Linked DNA regions of Mus musculus: region 1 is linked to region 2. The links are chromatin contacts, called in public HiChIP or PLAC-seq maps. All regions are on one chromosome and are shown on one strand. The core of a region is the stretch at or near the end of the contact, and the rest is flanking DNA. Distances in the headings are between cores, read along the strand shown.

What was found. HiChIP or PLAC-seq counts read pairs in DNA pulled down with a chosen protein or histone mark.
Region 1: an H3K27ac HiChIP or PLAC-seq map of microglia shows a contact between it and region 2, with 4 times the contacts expected there. The contact joins the promoter of Mlec here to the enhancer-like site in region 2. A contact is called at or near these places in 6 of 115 datasets of contacts at active chromatin or transcription factors (the SCID.adh cell line, double positive thymocytes, embryonic stem cells and 2 more) and 3 of 9 other capture datasets (adipose tissue, liver and pancreatic islet).

Annotation. Positions count from the first base shown.
Region 1 is chr5:115,155,123-115,161,908 of GRCm38.p6, reverse strand. It overlaps Mlec (malectin), which reads left to right and starts at 3,733. Exons shown (of 5, transcript NM_175403.3): 1 at 3,733-4,106. The coding sequence starts at 3,875. It overlaps Gm35465 (a long non-coding RNA gene), which reads right to left and starts at 2,410. Exons shown (of 2, transcript XR_387598.3): 1 at 1,056-2,410.
Region 2 is chr5:115,063,892-115,071,090 of GRCm38.p6, reverse strand. The region is part of intron 2 of Sppl3 (signal peptide peptidase 3); the gene reads right to left. Among named protein-coding and RNA genes, the nearest start is that of Rpl37rt, 40 kb to the left of the region's middle. Within about 2 kb of position 1,945, at least 73 of the 459 cell types and tissues checked have an H3K27ac peak or open chromatin away from gene starts, as enhancers often do. A contact at or near this core is called in the SCID.adh cell line, microglia and pancreatic cancer cells, where this site is marked.

The DNA of each region.
Region 1 (6,786 bases), core at 2,484-4,983, 89 kb before region 2:
AGAAATTCATCTGCCTCTGCCTCCCAAGTGCTGGAATTAGGATCCTTTCTTTAAAAAAAAAAAAAAAAAAAAAAATCCAATGCATTCTTATCAGTTAACACAGTTAAAATCGGTTATCAGAAGTCTGTGGTGAGCTTAGAGATAATTAACTTCTCAGAAGAGGAAAACCAGGCATGGTGGGAAGCCACTTGCCCAAGTTCCCATCCCTAGTCACACTGGCCTATCAGCCTCTTCTGTGAGTTCTATCCTCTGCAGGGCAGCAGAGGCCGGCCAGCCCAGCCTCCTTTCTGCTGCTGCTGAAGACCCAGGTAGTTTCCCACTGACTGGAAGCTGAGGTGCCATGGGCAGGTCCTCAGCCTCTCTGGGTGGCTCTGATCCCTCTGGCTCGAAGAGAACCTAGGTGAAGAAACTTGGCTTTGGGAGCGGAGCAGACCACCCACCTCTGCATCAGAGGGCTCCAGGCAGGAGGCAAAGCCGCCCCCCCCCCCAGCCTTCTGTGTTTTCCTTCTTGAGCTTTTATTGTGAGCCATTCCTTATTCCTTCGGCGGGAAATTATGCCACTAACTTAAAATAGACTGTGCTTAATTAATAGCATGCTTTGTTCTTGGGATTCTTATCTCGACCGGAAGACACGCCTCTTTTCGGGTTTGTGGGTCAAGGTGAAGTTGCCTCTGGGGACTCAGGAACAGCTGCTTTCTGCTTTTCCACTTTTGAACTCAGGTTCCTGTTGGCTTTTCCCTCCCTGGGGTAGAAGGGTTTTTCCCTAACTCGTTAGCCTGGGGTGTTCACTACTATTAGATTGCCAGCATGACATGTTATAATTACTTCTTCTTGTATGATTAATAGCTACTGTGTACTAAACACCATCTATGAGCCAGGCCCTCTGCTAAGGGATTCTGAGAGTCCTACATGTGGGTATTCTAATTACATCTATCAGATGAGGAAGCTGTGGGCTCCGAGGGGAGAAAGGGCTCCCCAAGTTCCACATAGCTCTAAAAAGTAGAATCAGCCTTTGAATCCAAGTCTCGGTGACCCCCCAAACACTTAAGACTTACTTATTGACATTTAGTCATGTGCTCCGCAGTCCCAGAATGCTCTTGGGCTGGCACGGTAGCCCAGCAGGCACAGGGACTGACTGCCGTCCTCAGCTACAGACTTCCTGAGTTCATCTGGCCTGGCTTCATCTAAAACTAAAACAAAAAGAAGAGGCAGTAAGACAGCCTAGGGTGTACAAGCGCTTGCTGCTGAGCCTGACGACCCAAGGTGATGATGAAACTCATTAACTAGTGTTGTCCTCTGACCTCTACAGCCAAGCTGTGGCGTGTACCTATGTGCCTCCCCCCTACCTTCTGCTTACAAAGAAATGACTTTTCCAAAAGCTTTTTTTAAAAATTCTCTTCCCTTAAAATTTATCTCTTTTATGTCACACAGTCTTAGGACATATGTACAAATATTTTGTATCAGAGAGGGGGAAACTGAGGCACAGAGAGGTGAATTCCTTTACCCGGGTAACATAAGAGACACCGTTCATTTGCATCAAATATGGCCTCACTCACAGGTAGCCAGCCTCACAGCATACGTGGGCTGGAAGCTGAATACTGTTGTGTGGTTCTATACAGGTTACTTCACCATCTTCAACTTTTTAAGTTTCTCATCCATAAAACGGGGGGAACATTTCCTGTTTTTTAGCTTTCTGAGGTGGATATGAGATTCAAGTGTGTGGGAACGGATGGCTGTGGAGAACCTGCTGTCAGGGCCCTGTCTTGGCTACAGTCCTAAGCTTGGCTTTTGGATGGCTTCTTCTTCTTTTTTTTTTTCCAAGTTCTCTTCCGTGTTACCTGCATTTTTCCATAACAAGCATATTGTTTTCGCTGGGCAAGGTAGCACCAGCCTGCTGTTTTAGCTACTCGGAAAGCTGAGGCAGGAGGATCACAAATTTGAGGCCAGTCTGGACAACTTAGCAAGAGACAGAGTCAAAGTCTGGGAATGCACCTCCAGGGTAGGAAGGAACCGTGCTCAGCTCAACCCTGGTTTCCCAGAGGAGAGAGGTGCAGGGCTAGGGAGAGAATTTTCTGAGTAGATGGATGGTGTTTGGGTCAGCAAAGGCTCAAAGCTCTAATGGATGATAGAACTGGGAAGCCACTGAGAGGGGAACGGAGCCCATCTCGGGCTCAGCCCCAGACTGTAGCTCCTGTCACTCTATGAAGGTCACCTGTCCTGAGAGAGTTTTGCGGATTTAGAGAAAACTTTGACCTGGATCTTGGCAGTCCCAAGCAGGGGCTTTAATACCTGTATGTCTACGTGTCACGGACACACAATGAAGGTCAGAAAACCGCGACCCCTTCTTTTTTTTTTAGTTTTTCTCTGTATAGCCCTGGCTGTTCTGGAACTCACTTTGTAGACCAGGCTGGCCTCGAACTCAGAAATCCGCCTGCCTCTGCCTCCCAAGTGCTGGGATTAAAGGCATGTGCCACGACCTCCTGGCCTTTGGGCCCCCACATCCTTAGCAGCCTTAAGGGGACTGGGGGTAAAAAAACCCATGTTCTCTGCCAAAGCAGCTAGCGCTCTAGACACCGAGCCATCTTTCCAGCCTCCTATTTATTGTTATAGAGACAGGATCGCACTCTTGGAGCTCAAGCTGGCCTTTTAAAACTCCCGGTAATCATCCTGCTTTAACCTCTGAGAATACAGGCACGCGTCACCTGGCGTCAGCGCGCCCAGAGTTGTTTTATGTTCCTTTTTCTGAACCTCAAAAATCAAATTCAACCGGGCTTTCCATGTTTTGTCCGCATTATCTGTATGGACAGGATAAGTACTTATGGAACAAATGATTCCACTTCCCCCGCTTGGCTGGGTCGGAAAAATGGGAGTTGAGGCAGATACCCAAGGGCATGGACAATAACGCAGAAGAGCGCTGTGTGAAATGCCAAAGCAGGGAGCTCGGGTCGTGCCAGTGGTCCCCAGCAGGAGGAGGAGGAGGAAGCCCCTAGCTCCACTTAGGTTTCCAGGCCCGCCAGGGACCGTCGCCATGGAGACGCAGGCACCCTGGAGCCCCCTCCCCCTAACAGCCACGCGTTTCCGCTGCGTTGGAGCATTCTGATTGGACGGCCTCCTGGACGCTACCACACACCAAGCGCCTGCTAAGGGGTGACGGTGGGGACCGTATCCTCGCGGGACTCGCGTGTCCCGCCACCTGTTCACATGGCATCCAAGGGAGAGACGGGCCCCGATGCTCCACCCGGGGACAAACCATCGCTCGGCTTGCAAGAGCCTGGGCTCTTGCTTTCTGAGTTGAAGGAGGAGGGATGGAAAAGGCGGCAACGCCCCCTTCTGAGCTGACTCGGTCCCCAGCTCTAGAGCACCGGAAGTGTTGGCGACGTGTCAGTGCGCCCTTCTCTAAACCTTCCCCGGCCCAGGCCACCTTTCCCAGTCGACTGTGGGATTCCGGGGCGGCCTGGGCGCTGCACCCGCCACTTCCGCATGGAACCGCCGCTTCAACCGAACTCCCTCCCTGGGCGCGCGCTCCTTCTCGTGCCCCGTGGTTGGGCCGGAGCCTAGGCGCGGCCACTCCCCTCCCCGGACGCACCAGCCAATGGCGCGGCCGCTCTCGGCGGGGTGGTGGGTAATTCATGAGGGCCTCCCTCTGATTGGCTGAGGCGCTCCGGGCTGAGGGCTGGGCGTCGGGGTAGGTTGCTCCCGAGGTGGGAGGCGGCGCCCCAAGGCCGAGGAGGTGGAGGAGGAGGAGGAGGAGGCCCTGAGAGCGACATGTCCCGGGTTGCCGAGGCAGAACGGTCCGCTGCGCTGTTCTCCTGAGTTGGGGGCGGCCGGCCGAGGACGAGGGTCGGCAGGGGCTGCCCCCGCCGTGGTGGCCGCCATGCTGAGGCCCCGGGGAGCCGAGGGAACCGCTGTGGCGCTTCTCCGGCTGCTTCTGTTGCTGCTGCTGCTGGGACCGAAGCTCCGGGGTCCGGGGCTCGGCGTGGTCGGCGCCGCCGGGGCCGGACTGCCGGAGAGCGTCATCTGGGCAGTGAACGCAGGCGGCGAGGCGCATGTGGACGTGCACGGGATCCACTTCCGCAAGGACCCTCTGGAAGGCCGGGTGGGCCGAGGTGAGAGCCCCTCCGGCCGAGCCTGGGGGGGTCCGCAGCCTGGGAGCAGGGCGCAGCTGCGGGCCTCGAACCCCTTCCTCTCCAGCCGGGAGACCACAGCCTTGGAACGAAGTTTCTCTCTGCAGTGAACCTACCCCCAGCCCCCCAACCCCCCACCCTCCAGGGACCTGGCCAGGACCCAGGGCCTAGCCCTGACTGGAAGCTTCCAAGAGCCATCGAGGCATAGAGTTGGCGAGAAGTTTATATTTAGACCCTTTCTCATTTTACCTTGCCCCAGCCCCTCATCCCACCCAAGCTGGGAATGTAAAAGGCAAGGGTGGCCTTTTGCCTGGCGCCTGGAGGCCTCGCAGGTTGGAGGTCATCGACTCCGCTGCTCTGCCATCCATCGCGACGGTTTCCAGGAGATGCTTTGCCCACCCTACAGATCACCCGCCGTTTTCCGTGCCCCTTCCAAGCCCGGGACTGAGGCTTGATTCTTCGCCAGAACGGCAGGGAGTCTTCGAAGGGGGAATAGTACGGGAAAGTTTGACTGTGGCACCCCTCCCCTCCCCTCCTTTGGAATTTGTATGCTTAAAAGTCAAAGCCACCCGACGGGTGTCGGTATATCGCAGCCCATCCTGCCTATGAGGTCAACCTGTGTAAGGTTTGAGTGTGACCCCCGGGTGATCGTAAGACGTTTGATCCCAGCTTAGGGGGAAAGTGGGTTTTACAGAGTTTCACAGTTCACAACGGCCAAATGAGAATTTTGAGGGCAGATGGTTAAAAATACAGGTTCACAACGGCCAAATGAGAATTTTTGAGAACAGATGGTTAAAAATACAGGTTCCTGGGCAGTCTCTAGACACAGTAGACAAACTTTTTTTTTTTTTTTTAACTTAACTAGCTGGGACTCGGGTCTCTGCCCTAGGCACTTCTGTTATAGGTTACCTTACCCCCCCCCCCCCCAATTCATTCTTTGGAGAAAACCGCTCTAGATTCTTCCATAAGTAGGATTGAAAAACAGGTTTAGAAGGAAAGTCGGGGACTGAAGAGCTGGCTCGGTGGTTAAGAGTGCAGATTGTTCTCTCAGAGAACCCGTTTGATTCCCAGCATCCAGATGATAGCTCAGGATTGTCCATAACTCCATTTCCCAGGGATCCAGTGCGGCTTTCTGACATCCACAGTCACAGGCACACGTGTGCACAGAGAGACATACATGCAGGCAGAACACTACACAAAACTGTTTGAAAAGGTTTTTTGAAAAGGTTTTTCTTGTTTCATGTTCTGGAAGATTGATGCTGTATGCTGGGCGCAGAGGCTGCCTTTGCAGACAACAGGAAATCTCTTTTTTCAGTGTTTGTGTGTGGTTCTTTTAACTTTACTGAAGGTTTCAACTTAGTTTCTCCCAGTTTCTGTGTCGAGATAGTTATATTGTGTGTGTCTTATCTGGATGTTGTGGCACACACCTATAATCTCAGTACCATCAAGGCAGAGGCAGGAGGATCCCTGATTGATGAAAGCCAGTCTGGTTTATCTAGGGAGATCCAGGTCAGCCAGCAATCCAGGGCTACATTATGAGAGCTTGTTTCACAAAAGAAACCAGAATTCTTTGCTTTTATACATGTAAGGGTCTTGGCACATGGGGCTGTTCTCTGAAGTTCTGTGTCCTGGAATTCATTTAGACCTGGCATGCAGGTCCCAGGAACCTGGATTCCGCTGAGTCAGGGCTCCAGGTCGTGGCAGCCAAAGCCAGACTTTGTAACAGCAGGTCGTTACTGCCTCTGTTGCTGGTGTTCCTCTTTCTTCATGCTTGTGGGCAGAGAGGAAGGAGCTCCTGAGGAAACCGCACAGTTGGTGGACTTTGCCTCTTGAGATAATGGTGGTGAGGGCAGTGTACAGCTGGTTTCTTCATTCAGATATCCAGCTATACACTGGTTCCATTGTCCTCCTGTTAGGTCCCCGGTACAGAGGATGAAACTAGGACTGCCATCTTTAGTCCTCTGGTATTCCTCTTATTCTGATACTCTGCTTTTAGGTTGCTGGTGCAGGTGGTTTAGTTTTGGCCTGGTCAGTAGCCAGCTAGGCTCTCTCGTCCTTGGATTGTAGTTTCCTGGGGGCCAGAACACTCATGTGTGTGTGTGTGTGTGTGTGTGTGTGTGTGTGTGTGTGTCAGGGGTTGGGGTTGGGCTGGGTAATTGTAGCAAATACACAGTGTGTGAGACCTGCCAGACTCTTTCATCGTGGAATCTGATTTTGGACGATAGCATTTGGGGGGAAGTAGAACCGAAGGTCCCCTGCCCCAGACTGTCTGCTTGTCTGGGTGTGGCCGGCACGAAGGCATGGATAGAAAGAAAAGTTGGGTATAGTGCTGTGGCGTGGACCGGCGAGTGTTAGTACTTACTAAGTCCCTAGGCAGCTCCCTGGCATTGGGTCTGGGCCCCAGATACGTTTAAGCGTCCACTGAGCAGTCAGCTTTCTAGTTTGTTCTGTTCTGAGGCATCGGCCCTGCCCAGGGAAGAGCAGCTGTTCAGGCTGCCTTGCCTTCTCGGGATCAGGGTGTGCCCCTTATTTGGAGACCCTTGTCTCATGCAGCTATTTATGCTGATTGCAGGAGGGCAGTGCTTCATTTCTTTTCCCACATGGCTGGGATACTGTTTGCAGCACGTGTGCTGAGGACATTTTCTAAGGGTTTGGCCTGATT
Region 2 (7,199 bases), core at 696-3,195:
TAAAGAATATTTTTTTTAAAGATTTTTATTATTTATTTATTTTATGTATGTGAGAACATGGTAGCTGTAGAGGTGATTGTGAGCCTTCATGTGGTTGTCAGGGTTGAATTTTTAGAACCTCTGCTCGCTCTGGTCAGTCCCACTCGCTCAGTCCTTGCTCTGGCCCAAAGATTCATTTATTATTATTAGCTGACTTCTGATATACCAGAAGAGGGCATCAGATCTCATCATGGGTGGTTGTGAGCCACCATGTGGTTGCTGGGATTTGAACTCAGGACCTTCGGAAGAGCAGTCAGTGCTCTTAGCTGTTGAGCCATCTTGCCAGCCTGAATATTTTCAAATAAACTGACCAAGCAAGGCAAGCACATTTTATCTTAGCTGAGGTGCTATGGAGGCAGTCACCTTCCCATGCCCCGCCCCAAGACAGAGTTCCTCTGTATAGACCAGGCTGGCCTTAATTCTGCCTGCCTCTGCCTCCTGATGCTGGGAGGTCTTATTTTCCAACTTTACATTGTTCCATCACTGGGCCTGGGTTGGGATCTAGTCACAGCCTGTACACTTGCACAGCTGACAGCAGACTTCAGCTGTTTAAATACTGCCTTTGTGGGAAGACTTCTGTCTTAGGTACCAGGATGGCTGTGAATTGTGGAATTTTATCCTAACTTACCTGGTAACTTATTAACTCTGCAGACAGCCCAGTGCTTGGCTAGCCATTGATCAGTCTATTCTGTCTGCAGAGATGACCCCCCGCCATCACCCCAGCCCTGTCTCACCACCTTAATCTTATTTCTGCTCTACAACATGATATGATGCCTTTACATCAAGATGTTATTACTACACACTCCATTCAAACCGTACCCTGGCTATTTGCTTAACAAAGAGCACATTTGGGTTACTGAAATGAATGTTTAAATGAGCAATGTGGGCTATGAGAACGCTTAGCAGGTCAAAAGCTTATGAGTCTTATCCACACAAATATGAAGGGAGACAATCAACTCTACTAAGAGGTCTTCCACATTTGCCACAAACAGAATTACTCACATACAAATGCATAAACAAGACGGAAGTAAAAAATGATCAACAGAAAGAGGCAAGCACGTATCCAAAATCCCTGCAGCTGGAGGCCGAGGCAAGAGAATTCCCCAAGTTTGCATCAAAAGTGTGAACCAGCCAGGGTTATGTGGTGAGATCCTGTCTTAAAAAAAAGACCTAGACCAATGTTTTCATTTCTACTGATACCAACTATGACTCAAGAGAAGCAGCAGTAGGTCAAGCTTCCAGAGGGGAATGAATATGCAACCAGTGATGCACACAGTCAGCATTCACGATGAAGACACAGGAAATGGCCAGTCTGAGGACAGCCTGGGCTAGACAGCAAAGAAACCCTGTGTGTTTGTTTGTTATTTTATCCTATCCCTCTTCAAAATCATTGAGTGTATTGTGCTCTGACAGTAATATCACTCTCTACCTATGTGGGACTGAATGGTATACTCACAAGATTCCTATCTGCAGTTTTAACCACAGGACCTGAACATGTAAGTGTATTTGCAAACAGTTTTTAAAGAGGTATTATAGGTAAGATAGTTCTTTCTTCTACTCCTCTTAGGGTATCACTGTGCAGGCTTTAGCCTGGTCTAGCAAGCTGGTGTTGAACTCCCAGGTACACCTGCCTCTGCACTGAAAGTGCTAGGACCGAAGGTGTGCACTACCACACCTAGCTTAAAATGCTATTGAGGGAAATAGATAAGCAGATGTGGGCAAGGGAAAGGGAGAGACAGATGGACCTTCCGTCTGCACGGTCAGGAGAGAAGGACCAGTGAAGGCACCATCTACATGTGAAGACCAAACCCACAGGCCAAGGAGAGGAGTCTGGATAAAGCCCATCCTGCTGATATCTTAAAGTTCTCTGCTGTCTAAGCAGCTCAGAGCTGCTGAGTCACCATCTCACCGCAGCTGCCTGACCTTTACCTACTTCCTAAACAAGGAAAAGTAACTGAGGGGTAATCACAATACAAAATATGCAAAATGATGATGATGGCGGCGGCGACGATGATACAAAGCAAGAGGCCCTAGAACCTTTATCCTCTATGAATAAATACATTTACTATAGCTCTCCCGGCCTCCCCCACCTCCGTGTGTGTGTGTGTGGGGGGGGGGTGTACGCTGTATGCAGGAATATACACCCATGTGAGCATCTGTGGAGGCATTTTTGAGACAGGATCTATTACTGGATCAGACTGTCTGGGCTAAGCTGGCTGAATCTGTATTTTTCCATCACCTAACCCTAGTGTTACTGTAGCCACATGCAGTTCTACATGTGTGTGGGAGATGTGAACTCAGATCCTTCTGTTTTCATAGCAAGGGGTCTTTCCCACTGAGCCATCTTCTTCTTTTTTTTCTTTTTCTTTTTTTCTTTTTTTGTTTTTTTTTTTTTGAGACCGGGTTTCTTTGTGTAGCCTTGGCTGTCCTGGGACTCACTCTATAGCCCAGGTTGGCCTTGAACTCAGAAATCTGCCTTCCTCTGCCTCCCAAGTGCTGGGATTAAAAGCGTGCACCACCATGCCAAGCTCCACTGCGCCATCTTTAAAGAAGGACTAACACAGTGCACACAGTTTTTCATGCACTAGTGTGCTAAGGATAGGTTTCAGAGCACCACATAAACTCAGCTACTGCAGCCTCTCCTCCCATCTGATGTCTGCTTTAGATGAGCTGTACACATGCTGCCATATTCCAGACAGGTTATCAAGTCAGCAGCCTTTTACATGACACCGTGGTGGTATGCTGAGCTGGACGGAGTTCAAGTCAACTAATTAGTGTCAAATACCACACTTCATGCCATGTACAAGAGTCTATCATGACACGATAGCAGGAAGTTGTTCAACACACTCTCAATGTCTTAGTAAGGCTTTATTTAGGGTTTGTGCTTTTTGTAAGAAAGGAATAGAATGGTATTCAGCTAAGGTAGGGAAGATGCCTCAGTCAGCACAGCACACAAGCAGGAGGCCCAGAGCACAGCCAGATGCAGCGGCACAGTGTAGAACCCAGTGCTGGTTGCACACAGGAGGATCCTTAGTGCTGACGTCAGTCAGCCTACTTGACCCAGTGAACCCCAGGCTCAGTGAGGGACATCATTTCACAAAGTAAGGTTTGGAGGGCTGTTGAGGAGGACGCTACCGTTATGCACACCCACACAAACATGCACAGGCATCACATACATAAGCCAAAATGAATAATTTAATAAACCCTCAAAATCAGGGTATTATACATGGTTGGCAAGTCAAGTGTTCTAAATTCAGCTACATCCTCACTCTTTTATCTATCTATCTATCTATCTATCTATCTATCTATCTATCTATCTATCTATTTATGGTTTTTCGAGACAGGGTTTCTCTGTATACCCCTGGCTGTCCTGGAACTTACTTCGTAGACCAGGCTGGCCTCAAAACATCCTCACTCTATGAACAGAACTCAACTTACTCTTTAGATTCAAAGGTTTTCCTGAGCAGAGACCTAGGGCTGCTTTGCAAACCCTGCACTGTGTGCAGTAGACAAGGAGAGCTTGGGCTTGCCCAAGGCTGCCTTAGGTCTGACAGAATGTGCTGAACAGTTAGGACACAGAGTCTGTATTCAGTCGACAACCATGCTGTGTCTAAGACCTAGGTCAGGAATAACAGAGGGGTCAACAGCCAGACGGTGAGGTGGCCTCCGACCATACATACGCTGGAGCATTTTACACTCAAGGGTGCTGTGAGTCTCATTCGGGAGCTCCAGGAGAAGAGCTGTGAAACTGCGTTCGTGTGCACTCCCCACATCCACACATAGTCCCCACATGTCTCTCTAAATCCACCACTGGGGCTTCACTCAGAGATATTTAACAAGCTCTCTAAAACTATAAAATAAAAAGACTTTGAATGGGTATTCTAGCAGACTCAGTAAGATATTAACAAAGAAACTTTAAGAAAGCAGAGACAGTGGCACCCAGCCTTCCTGATGCTGCCACCCTTTAACACAGCTCCTCATGCTGTGGTGACCCCAACCACAACATTATTTCACTGCTACTTCATAATTGTAATTTTGCTACTGTTATAAGTTGCAATGTAAATATTTCTGGAGAAAGAGGTTTTCCGAAGGGGTGGTGTGCCACAGGTAATAGAGGGATATTTTATAAAGGTCAGTCCATCAGGAAACATACGAACTATAAATATATAGAAAATAAAAAGAAAAATTCAGAGACTTAAATGTGGAACGTTCTGCAAGCACTTATCTGATAAAGGCATCTTCATAGTATGTGAAGGACTCTTAAATTCAACACTAAGAAAATAAAAATAGAGATAGAGAGAGGGGTGGGGGGAGAAGGAGAGAGAGAGGGGTGGGGGGAGAAGGAGAGGAAGAGGGGGAGAGAGAGAGGCTCAGAATAAGTATGGCATGCTCATGGCTCTACACTTGACCCTCAGAGCTGGGGGTGGGGGGAAGGGCAGGGGATTCTCAACAGACATTTCACCAAAGACTCTACATGATGACAGATAAACACATGAAAAGAGCTGGACACCATAAGCCACGAGGAAACACCAATCAACGTCATAATGAGACACCACCTATACCCACTAGATTAAGAGAGGAAGGGGGGTGACAATGACATTGACTCTGGACTGAGACAGAATCCCAGCATTAGCTCAGTTTCCGGCTGTGTGGTCAGCACTAACACCCTTACAACAGTGTTTGCTATGTGGCGACATGCAAGTCACACATCTTCTTACATGTTACTCATTGGATCAATAGATCTATTTTTCTATTTTTAAAGACAGGGTTTCTCTGTGTAGCACTGGATGCTCTTGAACTCAAGGATCCAACTGCCTCTGCCTCTCAAGTGCTGAGATTAAAGGTGTGCAACACTACTGCCCATCTGGACAAATACATTTCTAAAATGTGACACAGACACACATGCTTTATTTAGCATAAAAAATGAAATGACAGCCGGGCACTGGTGGCACATGCCTTTAATCCCAGCACTTGGGGGGCAGGGGCAGGCGAATTTCTGAGTTAGAGGCCAACCTGGTCTACAGTGTGAGTTCCAGGACAGCCAGAGCTACACAGAGAAATCCTGTCTGGAAAAACAAAACAAAACAAAACAACAAAAACAACAACAAAAGAAAGGGCATCATTACATAAACCAGGCAGAAGTGGAAATCTCCATGCTGGGCACAGTCACCCAACAGAGACATGCCTCCTTACGCACTGAGTCCAAACTGGACAGCAGTGACACCAAGAAGAAAAACACACAAGCAGAAAAGGACTGTCTGGGAGAGGACGAGAGCCCACGGGGCGGGAGGAATAGGAATGTGTTTGTGCGTGACTGTGGTGAAACAATGATACACAGGTATGGAAGTCATAGCAGAGCTTATGATATACCTTATCATATAGTAAAAATGAAGAAAACAGGGGCTGGGGAGATGGCTCAGCGTTAAGAGCACTGACTGCTCTTCCAGAGGTCCTGGGTTCAAATCACAGCAACCACATGGTGGCTCACTACCATCAGTAATGAGAAACAAACAAACAAAAAAAACCTATGGGCCGGAGTGGGGCTGGAGCAAGAGGGAGAAGGGAAATGGGAGAATCATAGTTAAAATAAGAGAGTAAGGAAAAAACTGAAAAAAGCACTCAAAGGAGAACTGTTGGTGAGAGAATGGACAAACTCTTACAATGCTAGCAGCCGGGCCAAGTGGCATAGACGCCTTGAAACCCGTGGCTTTTCTTAAACCATTAAGTCAAAGAATTACCAAGTCGTCCAGTATTTCTACTACTCGTGAGGCATGAGAACACACACTCACATCAACCCTGACTGCCCACAAGCACTTGCAGCAACACTATTCACAGCAGCCAACAGCAGCCCAGCCAGCCAGAAAAACTGCCCAGCAATAAGAAGGAATGACATTGATGCTGTTAACAACACAGCAATGGAAGCAGTTAGCGACAGCCACGTCCTAAGATCCCATGGCTGCGGGATGTGCCATGTCAGAGCAGGCACATCTAGAGTCAGAGAAATGCAGTCAGAACCATTAGAGATGGTTGTGAGCCACCATGTGACTGCTGGGAATTGAAATCAGGACCTCTGCAAGAGATTATAACTGCTGAGCCATTTCTCCAGCCCCTTCCAGTTTTTAAAAAAGGACTTTCAACCAAGCCAGAACAAGAAGCTTTCAGCACAGAGAAAAGCCTAGATGTATTAAGATAGTTTCAAAGCTGAATTTTAGTAAATAAAGAAGTAACACACTTTACCTAGAAGAGAGAAGAGATTACCCACTCAGTCCAACTTCAAGTGTAACCAGAGGCACCATGATTTACTTCCTACAGAAAATGCATTCAAGTGTAAAGACATCATACACAGGAGCAGCAGCTTAGCCACTCCAATCAAACTCTGTTGCAGCAAGCTGTGCAGTGTGGAGGCTGGGCCCCAGTCTCCTCACTGTTAACCAGGAGGTCCACCTATATGGTAACTATGTTACCATTAAAATCTGTGCAAACCTAAACTGGTGCAATTGTCTGGAAATAATATGGCAGCATGTGGTAGAAAGAAACTAGTTAAGTATTTCAACTTTTAATGTTTATCTTTAAAACAAATTTATTTCAGGGGAGATAGATGGACGGACAGACAGATGGATTGATGGATGGATGATAGATGATAGCTAGGCACTGGGGGGCAGGGAATGTTTATGTGTATGTGGGCACGTCATTGTATATGTGAGATCAGAGGAAAACTCTGCATAGATGATTCTCTTTCCACTTTTACACGTGTTTCAGGGATCTGACTGCATTTCCAGGCTGGTACAACAGAGGCTTTTATCTGCTGGCCCTAAGAGAGCTCAATCCGAGAGAAAATAAAAGGTTAACAACTCAAATCTCTGACAAAATCAGAGCATAAGAAGCCCAAAATTACTAAACCCTAATAGGATGACTACAGAAAATAATTGGGTGTTGTGTGATGGGAAAAAAAATTAGTAAATAAAAAGGATACTGTCTTTCTAAATGTATATAGTGTGTGTGTGTGTGTGTGTGTGTGAGAGTGTGCGCGCGCGTGCGCGCAACAAAAGGCAGTTTCCCACTAATGAAAGTGGTGTGAGTTGTAACTCTAAAAATGGCTATTTTTTTTAACTACAAATCTTTTAAAAATGTATCAGTGGGGAAAAAAGATAAAATATTAG